2 separate regions of the Arachis hypogaea genome follow, and region 2 is linked to region 1. The links are chromatin contacts, called in public Hi-C maps. All regions are on one chromosome and are shown on one strand. Each heading gives the region's core, a stretch centred on a gene start, on an enhancer-like site or on the middle of the called end of the contact. The rest is flanking DNA. Distances are from core to core; before and after follow the strand shown. Region 1 has its middle 16 kb from the start of LOC112729546. Region 2 holds the start of LOC112729548.

Evidence for each region. A called contact is a pair of places that touch in the nucleus more often than the background predicts.
Region 2: a contact with region 1 is called in a Hi-C map of leaf, with 2.1 times the contacts expected there. The contact joins the promoter of LOC112729548 here to the enhancer-like site in region 1. A contact is called at or near these places in 2 of 8 Hi-C or Micro-C datasets (both in leaf).

Annotation. Positions count from the first base shown.
Region 1 is chr12:5,036,610-5,041,870 of arahy.Tifrunner.gnm2.J5K5, forward strand. No RefSeq gene overlaps it. Among protein-coding and RNA genes, the nearest start is that of LOC112729546, 16 kb to the left of the region's middle. Within about 2 kb of position 1,387, at least 1 of the 3 cell types and tissues checked has open chromatin away from gene starts, as enhancers often do.
Region 2 is chr12:5,095,211-5,100,027 of arahy.Tifrunner.gnm2.J5K5, forward strand. It overlaps LOC112729548, which reads left to right and starts at 2,034. Exons shown (of 3, transcript XM_029290513.2): 1 at 2,034-2,847; 2 at 2,944-3,909; 3 at 4,070-4,634. The coding sequence starts at 2,128. The coding sequence ends at 4,429. It overlaps LOC140176582, which reads left to right. Exons shown (of 2, transcript XM_072208107.1): 2 at 1,967-2,128. The coding sequence ends at 2,128.

The DNA.
Region 1 (5,261 bases), core at 137-2,636:
AGAATTAATATGGTAAAATCTTAGTAATTTAAAACTTTAAAGGAATTTAAGGTTACCTTGAGAAAATTATAGAAAATATATAAAGTTTTTGTTTTTTAATATATTTTTTATTATCTCATTAAAATAAATTATTTAAAATCTTTTATTAAAAATAGTTTTAAGAGGAGATTAGCTAAATCTTTGTTGTTTAATTTTCATATACACTCAATTACTCGAACACACAAATTCTCTCTAATTAGATATTTGAGGATTTGTTAATTAGTAGTATAACACGAGATATATACTGGAGCCAATATATATGACTTAGGTAAATATGATTTTTTTATCTATTTTAATAAAAAAAATATGAATTTACTATTTTATATACATATAATTTCAACATATTTTTTATATATTTTTTAGAATTAAAATTAACATAGATACTAGTATAAATATAATTAATAAATTATATTGGTTGCTTGAGATTCAAATATCTGTAACTGATCAATGAAATAAAAATTGGATTTGTTAATGAATTTAAAGGGTAAAATAATAAAAAAATCTCTTTTCAAGTCTTGCTTGCATTTTTTAGGAATTTTAAAAGCACATTTTAATAGTATTATAAAAATAAATATTTGATTAAATTTTGTTTAAAAAATATTTTTATATTTTTAATATATTAAATACATAAAAAATTTAATAATTTATATAATTATATTCTTAATACATATTTTTAAGACAAATTTTAACTAAACACTATATTAATAGTTAGATTCAATTTTAGAATTATTACTATTTAGTTTTATTCGACGAATGTTCTATTGCAATTTAAGCATTATTTTTGTGTGTAGTCAACAATATTTATCTTTAAACATTCTTTATTATATTAGACAACTGTTAAGTTTTAACGAAAAATGAAACATGTAAGTGATGAAACAACTTTTTTTTTTTTAAATGAAATTAACAAAAAACTATTTATTTTAGTGGAACAAAATATTTTGAGAATACTTGTATTTATTTGTAGGAGAAAGGAAAACTTCTGGTTTTTGGTATTAGAAAACTTATTGTTTATTACTTTTAAAACATTTTATGGACATAGGTGTTTTTTCTTGGATAGCCACAAAAGGCCTAATAAAAGAAGTAATTACAGTACACCAAAAAAAAGTAATTACAAGTCCAAAAGAAATATATCGGGATCTTGCACCCTACTATAATAATTAATAAGATGATGTATGACCAAAAAGAAATTCAATAGTGTTTAGCAAGATCCAAGCCGAAAAAGTCAAGAGGAGAGGTCCAATTCTATGGACCACTTTCAAAAAAAAAAAAAAAAAAAAACTGGAAAAAAGACTTAGAGAGCACAAGGTAATGCTTCTGTTTAGGAAATTGTTCTTCGTCTCCGCTCCATCCGTTCCCGTTTAATTTCTCCCTGCGCACAGCGCACTACACCACATCCGACAGATAGCAGCGGTTATGTATAGGATTAGCAGCGGTTTTTAACCGCTGCCAAATGGATAGCAACGGTTGATAAATCCGCTGAAAGATAGTATTTTGCAGCGAAATTATTTTGCAGCGGTTTCATCCGCTACTAAATCGTGAAAATATGATTTAAGGGAGATTGCAGCGGTTGTCAACCGCTGCAAAATGCCATACGTTTACTAATCCTGTTATGAATATAGCAACGGATTTAAAACCGCTGCCAAATGTCGAGTAACACTTTTTTTTAAGAAAAAAACCAGAATTTATAATAGAATATGACAACTCTTTTATTCTTTATATGTTCATCCACTTAATTGCATTAACTTATTAAAATAACCAACAGCCAATCCAAAAATAATACACGAAACAAAACATAATTAATTTTGCAAAAGTGAATCATTATAACGATAATTTGCATCCAGTGCATCCATTACTGTAAACTACAAATAAAGTCAACAAAATAAAAAACTACAAATAAATATCTCAAAAGTCATTACGAAAGTAAATAATAAAAGAGTATTCCGATTCCAACACTGATAAGTCAAATCATTAGTGCCCACACATCATCTTGCATGGGATGAGATTGGTGCACTTCTCAAAGAATCCAAACCCGCAGCTATTTCAGGTGGCAAATTACCTCCTTATTGCTGGATTACGTATGTCAACAAATCTCCCATTGCCTGTATTTTTGCCTTCCCTTCAGCTGCCTCTGTCTCCATTCTCTGTCTCTTTGCCTTTTCCTCTGCTGCTACTGCCTTGAGTTATGCTGCCTCCGCCTTAACTTCTGCTGCCTCCGCCTTGAGTTTCACAATCTCCATCTGATACTCCTCAATCTGTACACCGTAGTCCGACTACTCTGGAATGTTACGAAAACACCGACTCGGACATGTACCAATACCGAGTCCACGAACTCTTCTTGGGCGCTCTTTTCCAAGCACTTGTGCAAGGGAATCATTCTGTGAAAATTCCTTGCTAGAGGGGTCTTGGCTCTCAATAAGTTCAATTGCTTCCTGCAAACATGTGAGGTCCGGATTTACACTAATCTAAATTCAATAATAGTAATTGCAAAGGAAAATTTGAAAAAGTAATGAACATGATTTACCCCAACCAAACGCGCTTCTTCATTCCTATATTTTCCATTCTTTTTTTTATGACTCATGTTCCATCCCTATCCTCTCCCAATAGGCCTTCCCTGTCATTGCTCCTATAACAATTATCAACACACATTTGAATTAAACACAATACTGTATTACCAGAAACACGTCAATATTCTTGAACTGAAGTTAAATTAATTACTTTTTCGTGTCTCTTTCTTGCCATCGTTTTAGAACCTCCGGTATGTGTGTATTGTTGCTTTGAACGATTAACAGCATTTTTTCTACACTTCTCCTACACATAAAACGAAGAAAAATAAATGTTATCGGGATAAATTACTACACTGTTAATAATTTTATAAATCAGCCTTGAGCGTACAACTTCAGGAAACAAAAAAAGTGATAAGGTGATGAACTTTTGGGTAGTAGTTTTTCCACTATCACAATAAATTCAGCATATTTAGTAGTAGTTCATTACCATTTAAAATCGCATACAATAAAATTTCAACTACATATTTGTTACCTTCGTGTCATCGTCCAACCAATATTGAAGAAACTTTTTCCAGTGATTTGCCTCTATTCCTACTGGCTTACGCTTGATATTTTCCTCAAAAGTTAGTTCTTCGTCATAAACCTTATGGAACAAATGATTTCTTGAATTCCTCCAGTAGCTTCTTATTCTTTGTAAAATTCCCCGCTTTATCCACCCTCTTTTATCGTCCTCATAGTGGAAGACTCGCTACAAGTAGTTCAGATCAAAAGACAACATATAATAATTAACCACCTCAAACAGACTTATGTATTATCAAAAGACATACTTTATGACATCAACAATTCTCGACAACAAAATTCACAGAAGTCAACTACAAGAAACCCAACATGCACTATCCTTCTCTAATTTACCAGACTAAAACAAATAAAATAGAAAACCAATTGTGTATCCACCTACTAACAGAGAGTTGCTGCACAAAAAAAACAGCATCCCCGTAGAAAGGAAACAATGAAATAATCTCTCAAGGAAAAATTAAAACCACATAAACATTCAAAATTTCAAAGTTAGGACGGTAACATAATCAACTTGTGCAGATGTGTTCCAATTTTATTTTCCTCAGGCATTTTCATCTAACCGAAAATCATAAATAATAGCTAGTCACTCTCTAATTAATAGCAATAGGAGCAGCTTTAACATTCTCATGAGGTTTATAAGTTTTATCATTATTGTTGTTATTACTATTACTACAATTATTAGTTACATTGCTATACACGAAGGATCAGATTAATTGGGGATTAAGCTGTATAATTATATAGTGCAATTTAAATTATACAAAAAATTCCTTAGAAATTTATTGAATATTCTATAAAAATCTGTATGGTCGATATCATGTGTGTGCGTCTTAATCTTTCCTTCTATTGTTCATTTAATATGTAAAAAAATAGCAATTTACACCGAGCATTGGTAGCGCCTTACTTTATCAAACAAAAGAGTAAACATTACCTTAACCTGGTCATACGCATGCTCCTTGGAAGCCTTGCTCATTGTCTTCCAACTCTTTGCACAAATTGGTAATTGTTGAAAATCAGACCCCAATGTCTCCAAGAACCCGCTCAATAAGCCCGCTGCCTGACCAACTTGTTGCAACTCTCTGTTATGGTGTAGAACTATCTTCTTTCCAGGAGGAAGTGCTAATGCCTCCTTAACAGTCAGCTACATAGAAGAGATCACACCATTTTCTAACAGCAATGAACAAACTTCATATGTTAGTTTACTAAGAGAATATAATGCACGGAGAAGAATCATTACATTTACTAAGAAGCAAGCATCAGAAGAATACCTATGACATCAACAACCCAATAATCAGTGTCCTTTTTTTTTGCTATTGGCATTGCCTTGACGTTCAACTTCATATGCGGCAAACATGTTATCTAGATGGTCATCGAATGACTCGATCTCATCCGCCTCCGGGTCATAGTCTTCATCTTCTGAATGGTCATCTACACCTTCATGTGAATCCGGTGGATGCTTTCTATTTGTCGCAGGAGCTCGAGCGTCCCCAATGTCACTTGACGAAGCCATCTGTGTTTCATTGCGAGGTGGTCGAAAGGGTACAGCATTAACACGGGATTGTCGAGCACCGTTGCCGGAACGTGGAGGTGGAGGGGCTCTTGCACGTCGCTGTGCACTTGAAGTTTCTGCTCCCGTATCATGCATTCCATCCGTTTCTAAAAACAAAGTAGTTAGAACATCAATTTATTTTATTCGATTTTTCCACAAATTATATTGAAGAAGTGTATACACTAAAAGGCAAATGAACATTCTAAAAAACTGGTGCATTAAATAACTCACCGGAGTAGCGTGGGTTTGACTATTAGGGCCAGCTACAAGTCCGGTTGCATTACTAACGGTGTACCGAGGTTTCCTTGGCATTTGATTATTCCTTAACACAACACAAGGTCATTAGAGAACCAGCAATAGAATGACAATGGAAAACCAAATAGTGCACAATGACTATACCAATTATATCAATCAAGTTTCAAACAACATCTAAGACATTATATAGCAATTTTGTTGCTGAATAATAATAAATAAATGAAATTAAATAATCATGACAAGTCTGTTATCAACTTTCAAAGGTGCTAATAAAGGAGACAAACTCTGTGGTGTTAAAGATGACATGGCAACAACTTTTCATCCCCAACAAATATTTGTCT
Region 2 (4,817 bases), core at 784-3,283, 59 kb after region 1:
CAGTAGTCTCTCATTCACAATTGATCACTGCGTAGTAATAGTAATAATAAGCTTATTACGCTAAAAAAAAATATAGATAAATAATTCTTAATCGACTAACTTTAAACAATTATAATTAATATTAATTGATTTTATATTTTTAAAAAAATAAAATTTAAATAATTACTAATTAATGATAATTTAAAAATCAGAATTACTAATTAATAACAAGTTGACTGCTAATTAGTTGATTGGGCGTTAGTTATCAAGCAATTCTTATGCTAATTATATATGCATGTGTAACATCTTTTTGGCTGATTACATATTGAAAATGAAATTGTTTCTCACTATAATGTACGGACACTGACACGGACACGGGACACAATACAACACAGAATACGCAGACACACGAATTTGAAAATCTTACAAGATACGTGAACACAGCATATATATAGAATATAAAGTATTTTTTAGATAAATTATAATAAATTTTTGATATTTTATTGCTGTTAAAATATAAAATAATTTTTTAACTATTTTTTATGTCTTTTTTTAATTATATAAAAGTATCTAAAATATTTTTTGTTTTAATAAATAATAATATATATTATTTCTAAATTCATTTCAACAATATAAGTTAAAAATAAGGCTGGACACGCAGACACGTGATGGTATTTAGGTGTGTCCAAGTGTGTCTGGAAAATTTTTTTTTATTTTTTATTAAGATACGATTGAACACGGCAGACACACGTGTCGGACGAGTATCGCGTCCGAAATGTGTCCGACACGCGGATACGGCAACTCAACGAAGTGTCCGTACTTCATAGATTTCTCATTAGGTGGTTATCAAGTGGATTTGAGAATCAATCTTCAATGTAATCATGTTCATATTTATTTCATTCTTTTTAGGGTTTAGCATCGATATTCAAATTTTATTATAAAGAAATTAATTAATTCAATCCGAATAAGTATCCCATTATATGTATAAATGACTTGGTGAATAGATAGAATGACTTGATCATTAGATAGAATAAGTTATTTAATTTGATTCATATTTTTTGCCTTTTGGTTATAAATAACCTTTTTGGATGAATATGAGTAAAGGTTTGAAAATCGAATCCGTTATTAAATTAGTAGAGTTAGAGATTCAAAAAGTAAATAAAAATATAACTAGGATTAAATCGAATATAATGAAATGATATATTTATGTATAAAATTATATTTTTTAAAAATTGTGTGTAATTTATTATTTTAATTAGATTAACCGCTAAAAAATCATACCGGTTCAATCGATTAATTGTTTTTTTGGTTTTTGACTGATTTATTGCTAAACGATTTATACCTTAAAATAAACTAATCTTTTAACTTAAAATAAACTAATCTGTTAACTGAATTAAACCAGTTAATTCAGTCTGATTTTCAGAATTATATTAATAATAAAATGTTCTCATTTTTTCTTTATTTTTCTTTTATTTTCGTTAATACGTAATTACTTAAAAAATTCTGAAAATAAAGAGAAAAGTAAAATAAATTATGGCTTTCAAGTTTCATGTGAACATTTGTGGTCTGAACTGAAACTCTGAACTCAGGAGAACTCAAGAGCGATACCCTTTTTTTTAGTCAACTTCAAAGCTTCATTTTTGGTCTTGGTCAACGTCAAATTAATAAACTCAGATACAAACAAATGTTCTTTTTGGGCCTGACAAGATCCATGTAAGAAACTATTATGAAAGGTCCACCTAAGCATTATTGGACCATGCTACTCTTTTTAAAATTTAGACCAAAGCTATTACCAAAAAAAAAATGAGGACCAAAGCTGAAAAATAACATAAGAAAATAATCTAAAAGAATGATTATCCAATCAACGGTGCGTCTTTAGGCCCGTTCTATTAAACAGACAGAAATAAGTTGTTGTTGGACAACTTAGAAAGACGAAAAAGGGTATTTTATTGGTCTATTGCTCTGATTATTGATGACGGTTATAAAGGGTATTTTAGACGTTTCGCCTGTCCCACGTGCAATTCAAGGCAATCAAGTTCAGTTACAATTGGAGTCGTCTTTCTCGCGCAGTTGCCACTTGCCTGATTCCCCTCAAGTCTGCAGAATTTACAAATCCAATTCCCATTTTCATCCGTTTTCTGATTCCTAATGAGCAACAATAATCAGAGGTTGTTGAACCCGAACTCGAACCCGAATCCGAATCCGAATCCGGAAAGGGTGCTGGCAATCCCAGTGAAGAAGACTGATCCGGTGGAGCTGTACCGACCGTTACGCGAGTTGGTAGCGAGAAAATACTCAGAGAGCGATGCAGAGAAAGTTGAAAGCGTTCTGGAAACCCTAAACAAATGCCGCAGCGACATGGTGGAGCGGGGGGACCTCTCCCTTCCCATGCAACGTGACTGCCTCATCCACTACTTCAAATGCCTCTGCATGGTTGAGCCACTCTTCATCGCTATCTCCTCCGACGCCGATTCCGAACTTATCAACTTTGTCTGGTACGACGCCTTCTACTCTGAGCATAATAATGGAGTCAGCTCGCAGCACAACAGCATCCAATTGGAGATGGCTGCTGTTGTCTTCAACATTGGCGCCGTATGCAGCCAGATTGGGGCCTCTTCCGACCGCACCACGGCCCTTGGCCGTCACCTTGCAATGGACGCCTTCAATGCCGCCGCCATATTCTTCTTGAAACTCTGGAAGGATCTCGTCAAGGACGTCTCCGCCACCCTCGACTTGACTCTCCTCTTCGCCGAGAGTCTTCACTGCCTCTTCTCCGCTCAGGCTTTGGAGCTCAAATCACAGCAACAACTCAAAGACAACAGCAGTTCGGCTTTCGAAAAATATAGATGTGCCGTTTCGTTTCAATCGGTCAGTTTTGCCCCTAGACTGATTTTACATTTTATTTTATTTTTTTTATTTTAGATTTTCAATATTATGATGATGATGATGATGATGATGATGTAGGCTTCTGAGCATTATCAGAGAGCGTATGATCTGATAGTAGGTGATTCGGTTGCAACCGAGCATGTCCACAAATTTGACCAAACCTGGATAACTCATCTTCATCAGAAGAAGGAATTCTTTCAAGTGGAGGCACGTCAGAGGCTATCATCCGTCCAACCCATATCCCAGCCACTTAGATCATTCTCATCTATCTGTGCTCTTGATCATGATGCAGAATCTGTCAATGAAAAATTAGTTAGAGCGATTTGCTGGCGTGTGGACCAGTGGATGCCCAAGCTAGAAGGAGTATACCTTGACCTCGTCCTTTCCGAGGACAGCCCTTTCAAGATTATGGATGGTGGAAAGCTGGTAGCTAACCCATGGGACATGCCTCCTCCTTATCCAACGAATTTTGCAATCCCCTCGTCTTCGTCTTCGTCTTCATCACATATTCTGGCATTGCCTTTGAAGAAGAGTGAGCCGTTGGACCTCTATGAGTCCTTGCGCAATTACTTTGTCCTCAAATACTCTGAGAGTGTGGCAAAGAGTGTAGAAGGCCTTCTCGAATTGCTAAACAAATTGCGTAGTGAAATGCTGCGTGATGACCTCTCTCTACCCTTGCGCCGTGACTGCCTCATCCGCTATTTCAAATGCCTTTGCATGATTGAGCCTTTGTTCCCCATGACTACCTCACCCAACCCACCTATCTTTGTTTGGTACAATGCCTTCAACCCACAAGAGAACTCTTCTCAGCACAACATCCATTTGGAGAAGGCCTCTGTTCTCTTCAACCTGGGAGCCCTCGGCTCCCACATTGCTCTCTCCTGCGATCTCACCACCATCCAAGGCCAGCGCATTGCCATAGACGCCTTACATGATGCTTCATATTGGTTCTTAATACTAACGCATGAGGCTGAGAAGGCATCTGCCACCATTGACTTGTCAATAAGCTGCACCCAGATGCTGCACGAGATAATAAGCGCGCAGGTTGCTGACTTGGAATGCAATTTTCCTCATCCCCGTTATGCATCAGTTTCTGCTGGATGTCCTGTATGAATCGTCATCTACCTTTTCGGTTGATCTTTTCTTAGCGCATTTTATTTTTGTCAATCTTGATTTCTTGAATTGTTTGATTGGGATAATGTAGGTTTTTGTGCTTTATCGGAAAGCTTTTGACATGTCGACATTGGGGCCTTTAGCTGAGACTCGTGTTCAATCCTTGATAGCTCAACATCTTCTGTCGATTATGAGAACCTGCTTTATTGAATTTGCTCCTAGTGATGTCACTGAACAATTTCTTATAGGGTATTGTAAGGCTGCACAATTTCTTACAGGGTATCGTATTCCAGTGGGATGTCAACCACCATGCTTGGACCTTCTCTCCAAGGCTGGCCCTGTCATGATTAAGGATGAAAATCTTGTGGCCAACCTTAGTGGCAGTGACATTCGCATTGGAGGAGATGAGCTCCCAGGAGACCACAGTAACATGGCCATAGACCAAAACTGAACAAGCTTTAGGAATTACCTGTTTATTTTCATTTTTAAATTGGATATTGGAATTTTGTTTGTTGATGCTAGAAGCCTAGAACTAAATTTGTGAATATATTATCCTCATAATTTTGTTTGATGATGTGTGAATATTTGTTTGTTGACGTGTGAATACTGAATATATTCCTTCTTATTTCTCATTAATTTGTAGTGATTTGTATGCCTCTGATCTTGTAGCCTTTATTAGTTATTGTTGTATATTGGCAGATAGAAGGTATCATATTGTTTTCTTTTGTTTTAGAGATATAACAGAGAGAACAATGTATATATTTTGCTTGGTTCTCCACAAATTTTGAATCAAATATTTTTGTCCTAATAAATTTTTATTATTTCAAAATTTTTTACAA